Regions from separate parts of the Gossypium arboreum genome. Here region 2 is linked to region 1. The links are chromatin contacts, called in public Hi-C maps. All regions are on one chromosome and are shown on one strand. The core of a region is the stretch at or near the end of the contact, and the rest is flanking DNA. Distances in the headings are between cores, read along the strand shown. Region 1 holds the start of LOC108457057. Region 2 holds the start of LOC108454389 (GRAS family protein RAM1-like).

What was found. A called contact is a pair of places that touch in the nucleus more often than the background predicts.
Region 2: a Hi-C map of leaf shows a contact between it and region 1, with 2.0 times the contacts expected there. The contact joins the promoter of LOC108454389 here to the promoter of LOC108457057 in region 1. A contact is called at or near these places in 3 of 5 Hi-C or Micro-C datasets (all in leaf).

Annotation. Positions count from the first base shown.
Region 1 is chr9:22,306,155-22,309,397 of ASM2569848v2, forward strand. LOC108457057 reads right to left here and starts at 1,403. Exons shown (of 11, transcript XM_053018810.1): 1 at 1,055-1,403; 2 at 312-374; 3 at 126-220. The coding sequence starts at 1,130.
Region 2 is chr9:22,453,056-22,456,011 of ASM2569848v2, forward strand. LOC108454389 (GRAS family protein RAM1-like) reads left to right here and starts at 1,694. Exons shown (of 2, transcript XM_017752836.2): 1 at 1,694-2,761. The coding sequence starts at 1,925.

The sequences.
Region 1 (3,243 bases), core at 153-2,652:
TCAGATATACTTTTTACCCAAACTTTTGCTGCATAAAGCTAAATAAAACTAGAGATCAACACATTAAACCCTCATATGGAAATGAACTAAGTACCATATTAACAAGAGAAAATAGAGTTCCATACCCCAGATGTTCCAGTAGCTAACACCTTAGAATCAGATGGTTTAGAGTAAAGCCACTGTGGAGACAAAGGTATATTGCTCTCTGAAATTGCTTGATCTGCTAGGGAAAAAAAGGGTAAGATTTTACAATAAAAGAGAACTTAGGCTTTTAAAATGCAAAAACATCAACATACGACAAATAGCATTACCTTTGGTGCCCTCAAGTAACCCCACGTGTCCTTTGTCCTCCAAGTTCCCATCCCACGCTTCACCTAAAACTAACAATATCTGAGATCATTAATACATAGGCTAATTTGGCAGAAATCATAACCTCAGCCTGTCTCTATGGAGTCCTAAAGTATCAAATTATTTGAGAACGAACTGCCAATTTTCCTAATTGAAATAGGTGATCCTTTCATTGAATTCAATCTGTCGAAATAATAAGAAGAAGACATACTACAGTACCATATCAACTTCAACGTTGCAGTTTATATTTTGCAATAATTAAGATAAGCAACTAAAGTAATCTTCTTCTTCTTTCATAAAAGTAATATCCATTGTCTGGTGCATCTAAATCGAAGGTTTAAGCTTAATATAATTTCACATAGAAACAATTGTGCACTTCCTTTTTTTTTTTCTAATTATAATCTCTTATAACAACACAGTAAAAAGAAATAGAAGGTTTCAACAAAATCGAACGAGATCTTAGGGGCAAAAATAAATAAACCATGAACGAAATCTGAAATCTAGATTTAATAAATTAAACCAAACTAGTAAATTTCAAAAAATGAAATATTCCGGAAGAAAAAAAGAATAGAATAATAGGGGAAAGCGAAGAGATTGAATTGAAATGGAAAGCAATACAATCAGCATGCAATAAGATAAAATTAGAGGAAACAATGAGACAAATATTTGATCGTAAAAAGGAAAGGGAAAAGAGAATGTAGAATACCTTTGAGAGAGGAGTGGTCGAAGCTGGTTTTGGAGGAGAGGAGATCATCAGGTAGATCTAATTTTCCGTCAGCCATCGAGAGAATATAAAAAGCAGAGATCGCGGCGGAGATACGGCGGCGTTTAAGATTCTGAAAAAAAGGTAAAGGCAGAGGGAGAGAGAGATCAAATGGGTCGATGAGAGAAAAGGGTCTGAAGAGAGGAACGATTTTGCACAGAGAGCGTGAGAGAGGAATTGCTAGGTTAACAATACCTATTTTCTCTTAGTTATTTTTTAGCTTTGACAGAGATAGAGAAGGACCTTCAAAATTAAATAAAATACTATATAAATATCTCTTAGATAGTATACTGCCGTTTGTGGGTTTTGCTTATAATAAAGGGAGGGTTAATTCCTAAATAGCCCCTTAATTTTGCTATTTAATTTTTGTAAATTTTTGTGTTTTTAAGTTCTTAATATTTTAATTTGCACACTAATGTGCTCTTACTTTTTATCTTTATGTAAAGTAATCCATAATATTTAATTTACAATAGTTTTTTTACGGGAGAAATTGTTTTTTAAATAATTATCAAAAAATTAAATTCATCTTTAGAATTACTTTCGCTTAATTCCTTTGGATGTAAATTTTGATTTATTTTTTCTCCAAGTCATTTGCTTTTTCTATTTTGTTTTGTCCAAGCATGGTAAGTGTCAACTTCCAAGTTGGCTACCTCCTTTCTTTCTCTCCCACCAATTTTTATTTATTCTCCCCATTCACTCCATATATCTTTTCTATTTTCAGTTTGTAGATCTAGCTTGTGGGTATTTTTATTATCTTTACAAGTTATTATGGATAGATTACGGTGTTTGTCGTCGTTGAAACTCCATTGGCCTCAAACAGTTTATCTTGGAAAGTGGGTGCCTCTTTTCATCAGCTTTTTAATTTGTTTCTATTTTACAAGTCAATTTGGACTTTTGTTGTCTTTAAGTTTTATATGTTTGTTTTCCATTGTTTAATAAGTCTTTTACTTTTAGAAGTTTTTGCCTTGTAACACCCATTACCCGTATCCAAGGCTGAAACAGGGTACGAGGCATTACCAGACTTAACCATACACATAGACAAAAATCAGGCTATAAAATTTCATTTAATTCAAAACTTTTCGAACACATGCATAGACTCATAATTAAAGACATATAATGTGGCATAAATGAGCACTTACACATCCATAATCATGCAATAACATGTCATTCACTTTAAACATATTTGCTTACCATCCTGTATATAATATACATTCTTACACTAACTAGAACTAGACATGCTAAATCTTATTCTCATTTTATACCATCATAATGTAGTTACCAATTTTTCCATTAAACATCCATATTCAAGGTAACATTACTCATGTCCATTTAATTCATGATCCACTAGCCTGCATTTAACTTACCTGATGTATTACCAATCATGCATAATAAACAAAGCTAACTATATCATCACATCAAAACATAGGACATGGCATGATTAATTAAACTTACAAACCATAATGGATAAGGACCACATCTCATGATCATATACGATGACTCAATGCAGACCGATACGTATGGTCAAAGTCATAATAATAATACATATCACAAACCAACTTCCGATACATGCCACTCACTTGATATTTCTAATATTTGAATTAATTCTCCCAAAAATGATAGCTTGATAGTGTGATTTTGCCTCCGACGATCTCCAACCCCGAGCCGACCAGCCAAAACTGAAGAAGTAGAGAGGAAGGGTAAGCTTTACGCTTAGTAAGTCCATATGAAGTTAATAAGCAATTACCCACATGTTTTTTTTTTTAGGTAAAACATTATAATCGTACAATTTACTCTTGTTCAGGTTAAGCTGTTTTACCAAATTACAGTTACTAATTCATTTATATCTGGAGCTACGAGACTCCAAATTAAGTTTCGTTAATTTTCCTTGAATCTAGACTCGTATACCTTTCTTCCATAAAATTTCCAGAATTTTTGGTTTAGCCAATTAGTACAGTTTATTCATTAAAGTTTCCCCTATTTTGCTGTCCAATAGTTCTGACCTCTCTTCACTAAAAATTATTTTTCTCATAGTACAGAATTCGGATAATGCTCTCATCTATCTTTCTAGAGAACAGACTCATTAAGGATTTTAAAAATATAAATTACAACCCTTAATTATTTTTATACAATTT
Region 2 (2,956 bases), core at 444-2,943, 150 kb after region 1:
TAATAGATATTATCACTTAATTAGACTCCATATTAAATTACACTTATGATTTTGATTGATTATCACTTAATTATTGTTATAGTTATATACAATTAAAACTAATAATTGGCACTATAAAGATATACATTAGCAAGACATTTTCAATTCAAAATAATATCTAAAGATTTACTAAAAGATTATATTTTAACATAATTTTATAAGTTTTGTTTCCATCACAAAAAAAAAATGTATGATTATTGTTATTATTATTATTTAATATTCGATAGTTTTACTATTATTTTATTTTCATAATATTTACAGAATTGTGAATGTTACTTACCATTGTATTGTGAAATATTATGTTAAAGATAATCAAATATTACAATAATGGTTTTTGTAAGTGAAATTTTAAAATTTTATTTTATTTTATTAATTATTTTTAAAATTAATTGATTTTGATTATAAATTATACCAATTTTATTTAATTAGTAAATATATATTTTTAAAATTATAAAAATATATTATTTAAAAAAGTAAAAATAAATATTACATCTTAGAACATACTAAATTTATATTTTTTTAAAATGAAGAAAACGCAAAAGATTTTTTTTTTTGTAACAATTGAAAAGAAATGGTAACTTTATAAGATGGAAATGACATTTTTAAATGATGTAGTGTGTTTATTAGATCCATTGTAGTTGAATGTGAATCATTGCATTTGGTGAAATCAAATCAGATTAAATGCAACAATGGAGATTGAATTAAAATGGATGTGGTGAACATGCATATCATTTAAAAACATCATGTAATCATTTCATTAAGTCCACCTCATAAAATTATTGTTTTTTCTTTTTACAATTGTTACAAAAATAATTATTCACTGGTTTTTGAATGTATAGAATGTTTTTTACTTAGTTTACAAACAAAAACCTTATAAATACAAAAATGAAGAAGAATTTTACCATATTACCTACAATGTCACTAAATACTTTTGTTTTATGCTAAATCCTTTTTCGTTTCATAAACTATTTAATTACGCTTATTATCCTAATTCTAATTCAATTAGATTATTATCAAATATCTCATAATTTTACAAAATATAAATATACTGAATGATAGATACATAAAATCTATATAAAACGATATGATTAATGTCATATTATCATCTTTACTTTTTTTCTTATTTACTTTGGATGAATATGAGATTGTAACTTTCTGTTTGACATAAAAAAAAAAAAATCAATACTATTACAATAGATGAAAACAGCTAAGGCAACCCTCGATAGTGTTAAAGTAACATTTTTTGCTCATAATAAAGCTCTGATAGAGGAGCAATAATAGTGGTGCATCAACGTTAGTGTAAAAGTTAAAAAGAATTCTATGCATCCCTTTGTCGCTATGCAAATGTTGCAGTCCCTTTCACAAGATTGTGCATTGTTTCAAGTCTTTTTCAGAGGAAAAAAAAATTTAAACGTTGTCATGGTTCAAGGGTTGTTACCAATTCCATTTTTATGCATCAACAAAGGGTCTAATTTTTCTTTAATAGGTTCAATGAGATGGGCCGGCCCAAGAAAAAATGGGTCCCATAAATGCCAACTCAGAGTTGTCTTGTAGTATTTAAGTAATCCCAAATGACAAAAAATTAAGCTCGGTAGGGTAGATTACTAATAAATAAAAAACCTCCAATCACATTAATTCAGCTTAGCAATCTGTCTTTACTCCAATGAGACAAATTCCCTTTATGAAATAAGAAGATAGGAAGCTGTGTTTCTAAGCTCTTTCTCATAACATTGACATCACTCTAACAAAGCTATAGTTTTAGTTAAACCATGTATTGAGAGAGCAATTTTGCAAACAAAAAAGAGCTTGATTCTTAAAAGAAACATACACACATACACCCTTTGTTTTTTTTGGGTACTTTTTGTATTGGTGATCCAAGTGAAAAATGAGCATGATTAATTCTCTTTGTGGTAGCATGGGCTCCATTAAGAGTGAAAACTCATGTGAGTCACTTGTTGAGCCTAAGAAAATTGCTCCTCCATCTTGTGATATGGAGCAAAACAGCTTAACCCCTCCAAGCCTCAACTTCCCACCAGTGAAATTTGAGTTGGATGGTGATGTTGAGGTTCAATCCCCAGACAGTTCTATTTGGGAAACTTTCTTCTCTGATCATTTTGATGCTGATTTCATGGTCTCATCTCCAGTGAGGAACTTACCATCTCCACAAATATCAAGCTATAACTTCAACAATGTTATGTCAATGCAAGGGCAGAGTATCTTAGGGTGTTCTCCACCTCGGTTTTCGCCTCAGCTCGGATCCTATAGCAGCAGCAGCGGCAACAAGGGGAAAGGGCAGAGCCCACTTCATAGAGTGTTTAACTCACCTAACGATCAGTTCATGCAGGTTGAGAGTCTTTCACTGCCTGCTATAGAAGAATTCTTGGATGATGGTTATGAAGATCAGTACCAAACAACAAAGATTTCAGGTATTGGAACTACAAATAACATGTTTGAGATGCCAACTACAGGTCCATCAATGTTGGATTGCATTTCAATGCCAAACTCTTCAACGTTTTGCGGTTCTGCGAGTGAAACCACATCGTCTCAGTTGGACCAGGAGCAACACTATCAGTTAAACTCTGTCTCAAGAGCACCATTATCCCAACAATTGCAACAAGAGAAGCAACAAGAAAAGCAAATATCAGCAGCAGCAGCTGAACAACAGCAGCACCAGAACCTTGGCCATACCTTAATGGTTCCTATTCCTATTGGCCCTGAGCAGGTACTTGAGATCTCTTGCTATTTTTCTTCCTTTTTTCCAATCATTGATTATTCGGTCTAATTTGGTTTTAGTCCCTCTACTATGCTGAAATGTGAGATTTAATCCACCAACATTAATTTGGAATAATCTAGCCCATCTACTTTTATAGTGTTACTAGTTCCTTGAGTTAAAGTGATAACAACTTAGCTGACTTGT